2 separate regions of the Mus musculus genome follow, and region 1 is linked to region 2. A link is a contact called in public Micro-C data. All regions are on one chromosome and are shown on one strand. The core of a region is the stretch at or near the end of the contact, and the rest is flanking DNA. Distances in the headings are between cores, read along the strand shown. Region 1 holds the start of Uggt2 (UDP-glucose glycoprotein glucosyltransferase 2). Region 2 overlaps Uggt2 (UDP-glucose glycoprotein glucosyltransferase 2).

Region 1 (6,171 bases), core at 2,786-5,285, 55 kb after region 2:
AATATCCATCAATGAAAACAAAAAATAAGTTAGATGCTATAAACTACACTATAGAACAAAATATTTTATGACGAACTCCAAAAGTAATATTAAATTACTGATATCTATTTACCATAACACAATATGAAAATGAATTGAAATTTTCACCTGAAGTAATTATATATATATAATTATGTCAAAAAGATTATACTATATATTATTTTTTGGCATTTCCTTATCATTATCAACTACTTAGAAATGTGTCATTTGTTTTTCTCTCAACATGAAATATCATTAAGGTGAGAAAAAATGAGAATATTAAAGGTAAATAGTAAATATAGGGATCATTTATTGTTCATTAACATAATTAGCTCTATAAATACTATGTAAAAGTCATATATAATAGCCTATTGCTAAAGATACCAAAGACCAGGAGACATGAAGAAATCAAACGGCAGACCGTTTGGGGAGAAAACTCATCAATGGTCTTAACACTTAACGTCTGTGTCTGCACACTGCAATGACGACCAGCCTGGAAAAGGACGCCCATTGTATCAAGAGTGGCATGAATGTGTGAGAGTAATCAACTATTTTCTGATTGGACTTAAGAGTCACTAGACAGGAGGAAACTCATGTTTGGTACTATAAACTTTGCGAAGAACGTCTCAAGGGGGATGTTATAGGTCCTAGGAGAGAACCCATTATTGTTTTGCTAAATGGGCATAATATCAAGCTGCCTTCTAAAATCTTATTTTTACACCCACAGGTTAATGTAGCTCTCAAATCCTCATTAGGAAATCTTTGTGCATCAGAGGGAAATTAATACAACAACTTGAAGCTGGCTAAAGTGTAAAGAGGACTTGTCTGTGAAGTGTTCACCCCTCAAGAGACTATACCATACCATTTCCCTGAAAGCTCAGAGGATATAGAATTAGGTATAGAATTTTCCACTTTGGAGTCATGTTCACACTAACAATTTTTGGGTTTTAAACTACTTGGGAATCAGATGTGGGATACCCAACCTGCACTGGGTAGCTGTAGGTAAAGGTATGATCCATTCATACGACAGCACTTGGTTATACGTATTTTTCTCACTATAGCCCTGCTCTAGACAGTTTTGTAGGTATTCTGGAATTGCCACCGTCCACAGTTGCAGCTGAATGGCTGAATAGACCCAGGAGTCGCCTCCCTACATTAAACAAATGGTAGTGACCTTCCTGGCCTTGGCCATCTCTCCAGATCACATTGATAGTTTCCTAATTTTCATATCCTTTCCAATATAAACAGCCTGAGAAAATTTCCAAATAGCAAAGGGTAGCCTCATTTTCCCATGGCTTATTTCTCTCTTCATCCTGTAGCTTATGCAGCAAAGAGCTACAAGGTGGCATCCTGGATAGTTCTTGAAAATCTCCTCAGGTAACGGACAACTGTCCAAGTTGGTGTTCACAAGTGGCTGAACCTACGTTAGCCGGTATATACGGTCGATATATATCAAGACCCACCCTTTCTCTTGCTTCCAATAAATAACACATCCCTTTTGAATCCTTCCCATAACTACTTTCAATACCCATGTTTTTACCAACATCTTATTCAAGACTATTCATTCTCCAGAAAACAACAGCTAGTTCTACCACACTCACAGAGTCCTCACCAGAATTACCATTATTTTAGTAGCCTCCTCAAGGTGATATAGACCTTTTCTACAGTTCTCAAAATTCTTGTAGCCCAAACTCACAGCTACTTCACAGTTTTGGGTTCTTGTTGCATTGAGATCCTATTTTCGATATCAAAATCTACACGAATTTCCCAGTGCTGTTGTAACAAGTTGCCAAAACTATGGTGGCTTCAAAAACAAAGACATTCTCTTATGACTCTAGATGTCACAGGTCCAAAATCAGTGAATGGATGGTACTTTAGTACTTTTTAAGACTCTAGAAGAGACTGTTCTTGCCTCTGCTCGTTTTATTGGCTTCAGATGCTGTGACTTGAGGCTACTTAACTCCAATCTCTGACTCTAACCTTGCATGACCTTCTTAAGTATTTTTATGTGTCATGACCCTGGACTTGGGGCCCACTAAGTTAATTAAAAATGCCCCAATATTCTCAATTAGGTTTGCAAAAAACTTGACCATTGACAGATTTGGGCGTTAGGATGTGGACATATCTTTGTGGGAGTTGCCATTCAACCTACCACAAAGTAAAGAGGGTGTCAAATTTGGCTCAGACTAGGTTGTCAAAAGCTTTAAGGAACATTCTACAGAAGTGATAATCTGGAATTCATGAAACTAAAACACCAACAATACAGCTAACTGTTAAAACAAACAAACAAAACAAAACAAACAAACAAACAAACAAACCCTGCAGGAGATGGGGAAGAAGAAGTGTAGGAGTCATGGGGGTGAGGCCACCACCACAGCCCACAGAATCAACTAAGCAGGATCATAAGGGCTCACAGAGACTGGAGCAGCAACCACCAAACCCTTGTGGGTCTGCACTAGACTTTTTGCATATATGTTATGGTTGTATAGTCTGGTGTTCTTGCGGGACTCCTAACACTGGGAGAGGAAGTCCCTGACTCTTCTGCCTGCTCTTAGACCCTTTCCTCTTACTGTGTTGCCTCACTCAGCCTTTTGTGGCTAGTGTTACTGTAACTGGCTATGCCATGTTCAGTTGATATCCTGAGAAGCCTGCTATTTTCTGAAGGAAATAGGGTTCTAGGGGAGATGGGAGGTTGGGGAGGGAGGGGAAACTGCAGTCTGGATATATAGTTTAGGAGAGAATAAATACATAATAAAAAAATTGACTGACTGGGACTAAATGTAGGATCCGGTCCATGCACTGCCAGGACGCACTGTAGATAAGAGGAAGCAGATACATTTGAGCTAGAATCTCCTAGTCAATAAACGCTGTGTGCCATCAAGTAAAGGCAAGGCAATATAGTGGTGGATTTTTCCTTTGTTTTGTAGAACCATGGGATGTTGTCTTGTAAATTCATAAAAAACAGTTACAAAACTGCTTATGCTCAATATTAAAGAACTAAATTTGAGACAAAGTTTCCCTTTTGTAACTTCAGACTAGCCACAGACTCATGTAATCCCCAGGGATTACAAAGGTGTATCACCATGAGAAGCAGAGTTGCCATTTCTGCTTGCGGGATTACGATTGTCTGCTTTCTACAAGGTAACTAAACAGAACGGAAAACAAATCCCTTTGGATGAGATATTTGGGGGGGAGGGTGTAACCGAGAAACTGCCTTCTCCACTGTTAATTTTGGATATAAATCAAAATTATACTCCAAAGCACTATCTGCTGACTAGAACTTTGCAGAAGAGCTTGCACTAAAGGCCACATTCTGCCCTCTACATCAACAAGAGCGCAGGAACAGGAATAAACTTGGGACACAGAAGTTTTAAAAATCGTAGGTGCGTGGGAAAGGTGGGGCGAGTGAGTGGCAAGAGTTGTCCAGGGACCATCTAGAGCATTGGTGCTATGGGTGTGGGGGGGCGCGGGGTGGGTGGACGACGAGATGAAACCCTATCTGAGAGCCTCTGATTAGGTCTGAGGGGATGGAGTGTGCGGCTCGGGACGCTAAGGGGGCGCGGGCTCGCTCCAGAGGACTGCAAATCTAAGCGGATGCTGGGGTCAGGCGGGAGAACGCCTCGGATTGCCGTCAGGACTGGGCGGACACTGGATCTGAGGGGACATGGGACTGTGAGCGACCCTGAATCGCGAGGTCTGACAGCATCTTGCGGGAGGGGATGTCTCAGGGATGCCGGGTCCCTCCGCCCGCCGCCACTCCCCGGCCGCGGCGCTAGCCGGGCCTGGGCACCCACCTGGCCTCCAGCAGCAGCGGGGTCTCGGGCCACTTCGCAGTCAAGTGGGCGGTCACCGCCTTGGACGCAGTCGCCGTGCTGGCGCCGAGCAGGGCGAGCCACAGCGCGACGGAGCGCAGGAGCAGCCTCATCCCCTTCGTGGCTCTGGCCCGCACCAAGGCACGCCGAGGGAAGCGCGAGACGCCACGCTACGGTCTGGTCCTCCCGGTGCTCCGCCGTCCACTTCCGGTGGGGGGAGCTGCAGTCCGTTAGTCCGCCGGTCGTGGGCGTGCGCATGCGTGGCCAGCGAGGTCCAGGGGCGCAGTGGGGGGAGCCCCCGGGTGGACATCGGCCCCTTGCCTACGCAGGGCCGCCGCGAGGATTTTCGGAGGGTCCGCCGCCGGGTCTGGGGAACCCAGCCTTCCATGCCAATCTACCGCTAGCTGGAGCTGCCCCAGCCCCGCTGGTCAGGGACCCTGGGTGAGGGCCAGCTTTCCGGTTAGCATCACCTGGGGGGAGCAGGAGCGAGAGTAGGCCTCAAAAATGACGTAAAAAGGCGCAGGCGACTCCTGTGTGCACTGTTGGGAGAGCTGTGATTTATCTATCTATCAGTGGGCTTTCCCTGCTCTCTGGCTGGTTCTGAGGGCTGGACCTCGCTCCCCGCCACTGCCACCCCCACCCCCCAGGATTCAGTGGTCTCCTGCTGCTATCAGAAGTGGCATCTCAGGCCTGCCACTTGCTTTTGGAGTTGGGTGCAGAAGTGTCCTGACTCTCAGCCCCTTGGAAGGCCCAGGTGATTCCTGTGCCCCACAAGACTGAGAGGCGCTGCTTCAAGAGATTACAGCTGAATAGAAAAAGAAAAGTCGGAAAATGATAGCAGTGAAATGTAAGAGAAAAGTGGGGAAAAAGTAGTTCAGGAGGAGCACAGAGCCCTTGCTTCCCATTTGTGTACACCTCTGCTCTGTGGGTACACCCCATCTCTTCCAGCTGCCAACACACACACACACACACACACACACACACACACACACACACACGAGACAGATGAAGAGAGGCAGAGAAAGAGAGAAAGCACTCCATTTACCCTCACGTGTTTAGTTTTCTTTAGAAGATGCTGTTCAAAAATCTGCTCAGGTGAATCTCGACGCCAAAGTGGCACCTTCACTACTGACTTCTCTCCCAGTGACTCTTTTGTCAGCTGTCGTGTCGCTGGATTTTCACTTTAGGACCTGAACGCAGAACTTACTTACTTCCTACTGTAGATGGCACTTTTCTCTGAGGACTCATGCCTCACTCATTTCTGGAACAATTTATGCCGAGGATCAGTAAGTATCGAAAAGGCCTGGGTAGGTCCTGGGTAGGTAGACGGGAAGTTTACCTAAGGGCGCCGAACTTGCTTTCCCGTCATGGAGCCTGAGGAAAAGTATATTGTGAATCCTTAACATGTTTTGTTTTCGTTTTTTCATTTTTGGTTGAGATGTGGGATAGAAGGAAATCAGATGTTGACAGAGCCAGCCTTAAATGGCAGCATGTCTCATACAATGCCAATCTTTACTCAAAAAAAAAAAAAAAAAAAAAAAAAGACTTGCTGTATAAGTCACATGCAATATATTATTAAAGGACATAATAAACTCAAGTTAGAAATAAGTTAATAAGATAATAACTAAAGTTACATACTAAGAATCCTAATTCCTGTTGAATTCAGAGAAGTGGACATGCTACACCATTGGTTTGGAGAGAATGAAATTCACTTAATAGTGACCATTCATTCACACAATTACACACTTTATCTCTTACGGTATTTTCCTAGAACGGAAATGACTTTAGAACATTTTCTCACAGAGACCATCTCTCCAGGGCTGTTTCTTTGCCTGAAGATAAGAGGACACAAGTGGGTGACCTTCACATTTTTTTCTCTATGGAATTGCCTGGTGTAGACAGAAAAACCCAACTGCAAAAACCTAACAAAGCACACGTAAGTCAGCAAAATGGCCAGGGACTCTGAAATCAGTAAATTATAAAATTTGATCAATAAGTTCTAAGAATCAATAACCCCTGGGTTGGCCACGAACTCAACAGATTTTAGAGCTGTAACCATTTGTTAGCATTTCCTATTTCCCTTTTTTTATTTTTTTTTATTTTTTTGGAAAACGAAATCCAAGGTTAGTCACTGCCGAGTACAATGAATGTAAAATTCATGATAGCAGTTTTCATTATATGCGGAAGAAGTGATTAATGAGTTCTTTATAATAAGAAACGTGTTTCATGGAATAAATCATCTGGAATTCTTAAGGTGCAGAGCGGGCGACATTCATTCAGTGAGTATAATGATGCTGTGTGAGAATAACTTTAGATAATAAGAATCTTAATTTTCTGAGCT
Region 2 (6,392 bases), core at 3,759-6,258:
AGTGAAACATTGTCTCAAATATTAAAATTCAAAAACTTGCAGAAATTATATAACCATTACTACATTCACATTATTAGTCATTTAGAGACGATTAAAAAGCTCTAAATGTGTTCCAGCTTTACCACTGGGACAGGTTCTGTGCTAAAATGCAGAAATTGTTTTAAATATTAAACTGTCAAAATGCTAACAATCTGAGCCACAGATTATTCTATGACATAATCACACTCTGGGAAGCTGTAACGAGGGCTACACTGCCACATTAGCATCTGCCATGCTGGGCATTTAAAGTACATTTCTACTCAAACTGCACAATAATCAAAATCACATTTCCCATCAGCCAGTACAAATCAAACACTCTGACTTGCTTCAGTTTCTGTATTCAGCTGCCCCAGGACATGCATCCTGGTGACAGCTGAGTTCTGTCACTGGTTCACCCCTAACATTCTCTCTGCCTAGGGGACAGTATAGGGGAGCCAGAGATGATCATATACTTGACACGTGTTTTTTAAAAAGCTGTATTTCTTTCCATTATATGGAAGGGAGGACATTCCTGGGCGTCTGCATTTGCTCACTATCAAATTTGATCAATACTACTTTAATAATTAGTAATGTTTGCAACCAATTTGTAAAATAGCACTATTCAGAGATGATTATGATTCTTTAAAAAAAGGAAAAAAGGGCTTAGGCCAATGGAGGGATGGGGACACACCAAGCCAGCCATAAAACTTTTAACCCACAGTTTGTCCTGCATACAAGATGTGCAAGGGCAAAGATGGATCAGAAATGGAGGCTGTAGCCAACCAATGACTGGTTTAACTTGAGACCTATGCGGTGTTAGAGAAAGACCACACCTCTGTTAATGATACTGTGCCATACTTGAAGACAGGAGCCAGCATAACTGTCATCAGGGAGGAGTACCTTGTGGAAACTGATGTGGAGACCCACATCCAAACATCAAGTGGAGTTAGGGGGATCCTGCACAAGATGGGGAAGAAGAACTGTAGAGACAGACAGGCAAGGACACCACTTCAGGATCAACTAACTAACCTAGACCACAGGGGTTCACAGAAGCAAGCCACCCACCAGATAGCATGCATGGGACAGACAGAGGCCCAATGTGTGCAGCCTGGTCCTCGGGGGCTGTCTCTGACTCTGTTGCCTGCCTTTGGAACTGTTTCCCTAACTGGGCTGTCTAGTCTAGTCTCAATAGGAGAAGATGTGCCCATTTCTACTGCAATCTGATATGCCAAGGCGGGTTGATATCCATGGGAGGCCTCCCCTTCTCTAAGGAGAAAAAGAAGTGAAGATAGAGGGAAAGGGTACAGGGAGGGCCAGGGGGGAAAAAGGGAGGGAAGGCTTGAAACAGGATATAAAGTAAATAAATTAATTAATTAATGAAGAGAAGGGCTATTTTATTTTTATGTGTGACTACTACACATTATGTGTGTTGGAAGTACCTGCGAAGGCCAGCAGATGGCACTGGATCCCCTGACCTGCAGTTACAAACAGTTGTGAGTCACCCAGTGTGGGTCTAGGAAGCAAAATACACCTTTACAAAAGCAGAAATCTCTCTTAACTGCTGAGCCATCTCTCCAGCTCCAATGAATCATTTTAACAGAGGTGAACAGAGCTCATAAAAAATGTAGAAAAAATGCATTACAACTTTTAAGATAATTTGGTGATTTGCAGATATTTTTCAAACATTAGTTCATTTAATAAACTTATTGATCAGATTCTAATTTTGTATACTGAAATAACTGGTAAAAAGTAAAATCAGATTATCTTCCTCAGAATTACTGATAAGTATGCATCATCTACTTATTCTGTATTTGTTTGCAGACTGGTCAGAATTATCTGCAGCAAGTCACAAGAAAAGCAGCGTGAGACACTGCCTAAACAAGTCAGCTGACCAATGCTGAGTACACTCACGATGGAGGGGCAGAATCAACTCTGACAACTTCTCTCTCTGCCCTCACATGGATGACATACATACAAATAAATATCAAATTAGACTATCATACGAAACTAGAGATGAAGCTATGCTCACGCCTTTCAGAGAAACAGATAAAACAATGAACTATAATAGTACATTTTCATAACACAATGAGAATTCGTGCTTTTTATAGCTTGTAAAGGACTGCAGCATGTAAACAGACATGACAATCTACATAAACATACTTCAGAATTTACAAAACTAGTGTCATGTGACATAAAAACTGCAGGGGAAAGGCATAGAAGAAAAAGACATAAAATATGCTTTATACAATGTCTCATGCTATTATCATAACAAAACATGTCCCCAAACAAGATAAAGTTGGATGCCTGGAGAGACAGATGACAAGAAGGTGTTGTCGCAGCTGGGTGCACAGTGGGTTCTTGCATCATCTTATTTATCCTGACCCCTGCCTAGTGTGCAAAACCTGAGAGCCACCCATGGACTGTATATCACACCACATCCTAATGCTGGCCCTCTGTGCACTGCACTAGTGTCCACTAAACCATGACACATTGTCCCCTCCACTTACTTTCCCATTGCTGATAATCCCAGGCTCGCCAGGTCGCAATTTAAGAACATCTTGACAGAATAACTGGTGAGTCCGGAAAATATTTACTCCAACGGTATTATATTTTTTCTCAAAAGCATTCTTATCCATCTCCTGAGGTTAAAATGAATCAAAAGATGAAGTGATAGAATACAATTCATTTATGTAATTAAGTTCTACTTTATTAATATTAATAAAATTATGCAAATTATGTTTATAATATTATTTTCTTCTGAAGGAATATTTTAAAGAAATGATACTCTTTTGCCAAATCATTCACAAAGCCTTTAAATCTTTTCCCACAAATATATGGTCATAAATTATTCATTATTTGACCATTTAAGGGGAATTTGTAGATTATTAAAATGTTTGTAAACATCAGTTTAAATAAAATTTAATATTAAGGAAATGAAATGTTCATTAAATTCTGAACTCAGAATCTCACATTAGATGCTCTTGAAAAATAGTGTTTAAGATAAAACGCGCCATCTCCCCTCAGTGCAGCAATTACAAAAGGGCGACGCAGTAACTGTATTTAAACAGTGGCCCTTGGTCAGAGTGAACAACTATAAGGATATTCTAGAAAGTCAGGAAGAGCATTTACTCAGCTTCACACTGAGGTCCACTTCTTGCTCTCAGTACTTCCAAACTTTAATATACCTACAATTTGCCTTGCTGTCTTATACCTGAGCACCACCAGGAGGCTTTGGGGTCGGAAGGGTTAGGCAAGCTGCCGTGCATGCTTATGAGGATAGAAATTGTCTACTGCACGTTCAATACGGTAACTATGGCCACACATGGATATTCAGCACTTAAAATACGGCCAGCACGATTGAGAAACAAATTCGAATGTTAAGTATACAATAGCTACAAGGAGCCAGTGGCTGAAGTTGACAGGAGCTCCGGGCTCTCTCAGCTCACTGACACCAATTCCCTCATCGTACAACCACATGTCATTCCCAACTTCTTATACTTATTAACATACTTCCATAACATGCTACTCCTAAGTATATAAATCATAGTTTTGAAATACAAAGCAGACATACACATGTGCACACAGATGATACATGTAATTGTGTACTCACCACAGCAAGGAATGTTTGAACTTTATCCCCAGAATAAATCGCTTCAGCAGTTTCTTCTTCTGCCAGTCTCCTGAGAAAGCTTCTCAAGTGCTTGTTTTTATGTGTAAGGAAAGCTGCCAAAATTCCTCTAGAAATGACTGTGCTCTCTTCATTTATCTTTGATGTGGGATTATAAACAATCCCTAATCGACTATGAAAACTTGTTTCCTGAAAACCACATTGACAGGTTAGACCAGTACTGGATACAGCCTTTTCCAGCTGAGCATTCTTCTTTGTCATCGAGGTCCCTGCACTTACCCACATGCTCTCTAAAGCTTTACATTAAACTCTGTGATGTTGGTTTCTAGTACTTGAAGTTTTGATGCCAGCATAAGCATGGCATATTCACTAAAATTTAATTTCTTATTTGTTGTAATTTTCATGATTATAAACAGACCTAATAGCAAACTATTTAAACAGAAAAATTAATTCTAGTAACTTATATGTTCACAATATGCAAAGTATGACCATATAAATATTTGTTTTCAATGTTTACACTTGGAGCATTTTTGCAATCATGCCCATGAGTAAGGATTGATATAATCCTCTTATACAGCATTCGTTAGTCATAGGATTTCAGGTAACTCCATTTCTAACTATTTAAATAATCAAAAAGCAATTTAAAGATCAGGAAAAAACTATAGGTGTATGATAATGTTATTAAACAAAGATTATCTTTTTTCATTTTTCCTGTGTCCAATATATCCTTTTACAATTCTAAATATTTCCATTACTCAAAACTAGTGCTTTTAAGAAAAATAATTTTGCTCTATTCTACATTCATTTTAATGTGTGTGGGCATGTCCCATGGCGTACAAGTGAGGGTCATAGGACACCCTGCAGGAGTTGGGATTTTGCTTCTACCATGCAGGTCCTGTGGCTGGAACTCAGGTCCTCAGATTTGGCAACATGTGCCCTTACTCACCACATCATCTGGCCTGACTTGTTTATCTTTAAGATTTTAAATTAACTACTGTAAAGATACTTGACTGTTTTAAGCAAAACACACACACACACACACACACACACACACACACACACATATAGGCACACACACACATGCACACACGCACACATGTGTGCACACACATACATGCACACGCACACACACACAGGCACATACACATGCACACATGCAAACATTTTCACACACACATGCATGCACACATGCACACACGCACACATACACACACACACACACACACACACACACACACACACACGGTTTATGTAGCAATGGAATGAAGCACTTGGTTCATTTGTCAATAGGTACTTAAGTGAGCCATCTAAGCAGGCTGGCATTTATTTCCTGTCAGACGGTGCAGCTGAAGGCACAGCTGAGTCACCTCCTCATGAGCGGCTTAGTCCTTATCTGAGATGCTCTTCACACTGAACTTCACAAGGGCAAGGAAAGTCACGGTCATCGTGGTTTCAGTAATTTGCGGTACAGCAATAAATTTACAATTAGCTAATATAAAAATGTCATAAAACATTTTGATGTATTTCTTAATTTTTAAAATATACACATACATACTCACTTAGAAGCACAGACATTCATTTAAAGAATATCCTGAAATACAGAAACCACTGCTAAGAATTGATTTATAATTACTTCTAACAACAACAGAGAAGGTTGATGTAGTTTATAGATGAAGTTCTCTTGAGCATGGTGAGCTGACAAACTGCGTGACAAAGCTGCCATCATGGCTGCTGTTAGTGCAGTGCAGTCTCAGCTCACTGGAGACAGCAGCTTTTACCCTGGGTAGTTACCTGGTTTAAATGGAGTGCGAATTCCTGACGTAGTCTCCTCAGTCTATGTACTGACTGACTGAACACTGACCCTCGACTCAGAAGTTCATACTCACCATGTGCTTCAATGCATTAAAAAGCAGTTTTCTCCCAGACGGCACATCAAAATCAGCAATAATCCACAGAGTGACTGGAGATATTACAGCATCTGAAAATTTCAAATAGTCAAGTAAAATTATTTTTTTTCTAAGATCAAACTAAAAGGAAAAGAAAATTTCCAGTTAAAAACCCCACAAAATAAGTACCCTAAAGATATTTAAAAAAAAAAAAAACTGGCCGGGCGTGGTGGCACACGCCTTTAATCCCAGCACTCGGGAGGCAGAGGCAGGCAGATTTCTGAGTTCGAGGCCAGCCTGGTCTACAAAGTGAGTTCCAGGACAGTCAGGGCTACACAGAGAAACCCTGTCTCAAAAACCAAAAACAAAACCAAACCAAAAAAAAAACCAAAACAAAAACTGTGTTTTATATGCACCTTCTCTGTCTCTCTGTTACTGTTTAAGAATATTAAGTACATTTCATATAAATGCAGACACACATATACACATACAAAAACTCAGCAAAAAAGCAGCAGCAGCAGAGAGGAAGAGGAGGAGGAAGAGGAAGAGGGGTAGGGGAAAGAAGAAGAAGAGGAGGAGGAGGAGGAAGAGAAGGAGGAGGAGGAAGAGGGGTAGGGGGAAGAAGAGGAGGAAGAGGAAGAAGAGGAGGAAGAGGAGGAGGAAGAGGAGGAGGAAGAGGAAGAGGGGTAGGGGAAAGAAGAAGAGGAGGAGGAGGAAGAGAAGGAGGAGGAGGAAGAGGGGTAGGGGGAAGAAGAGGAGGAAGAGGAAGAAGAGGAGGAAGAGGAGGAGGAGGAGGAAGAGGAGGAGGAGGAAGAGGAAGAGGGATGGGGGAAGAAGAGGAGGAAGAAGAAGAGGGATAG

What was found. Hi-C and Micro-C count contacts between places; a contact is called where the count stands out from the background.
Region 1: a Micro-C map of the HL-1 cell line shows a contact between it and region 2, with 2.7 times the contacts expected there. The contact joins the promoter of Uggt2 here to the enhancer-like site in region 2. A contact is called at or near these places in 6 of 484 Hi-C or Micro-C datasets (the HL-1 cell line, cortical neurons, cumulus cells and 2 more), 1 of 115 datasets of contacts at active chromatin or transcription factors (embryonic stem cells) and 3 of 9 other capture datasets (adipose tissue, liver and pancreatic islet).

The regions. Positions count from the first base shown.
Region 1 is chr14:119,095,399-119,101,569 of GRCm38.p6, forward strand. Uggt2 (UDP-glucose glycoprotein glucosyltransferase 2) reads right to left here and starts at 4,036. Exons shown (of 39, transcript NM_001081252.2): 1 at 3,813-4,036. The coding sequence starts at 3,943. It overlaps Gm16835 (predicted gene, 16835), which reads left to right and starts at 3,567. Exons shown (of 7, transcript NR_153786.1): 1 at 3,567-4,677; 2 at 4,890-5,116; 3 at 5,634-5,766.
Region 2 is chr14:119,038,968-119,045,359 of GRCm38.p6, forward strand. It overlaps Uggt2 (UDP-glucose glycoprotein glucosyltransferase 2), which reads right to left. Exons shown (of 39, transcript NM_001081252.2): 20 at 5,533-5,624; 21 at 3,629-3,835; 22 at 2,526-2,657. Among named protein-coding and RNA genes, the nearest start is that of Gm16835, 57 kb to the right of the region's middle. Within about 2 kb of position 5,009, at least 8 of the 459 cell types and tissues checked have an H3K27ac peak or open chromatin away from gene starts, as enhancers often do. A contact at or near this core is called in the HL-1 cell line, where this site is marked.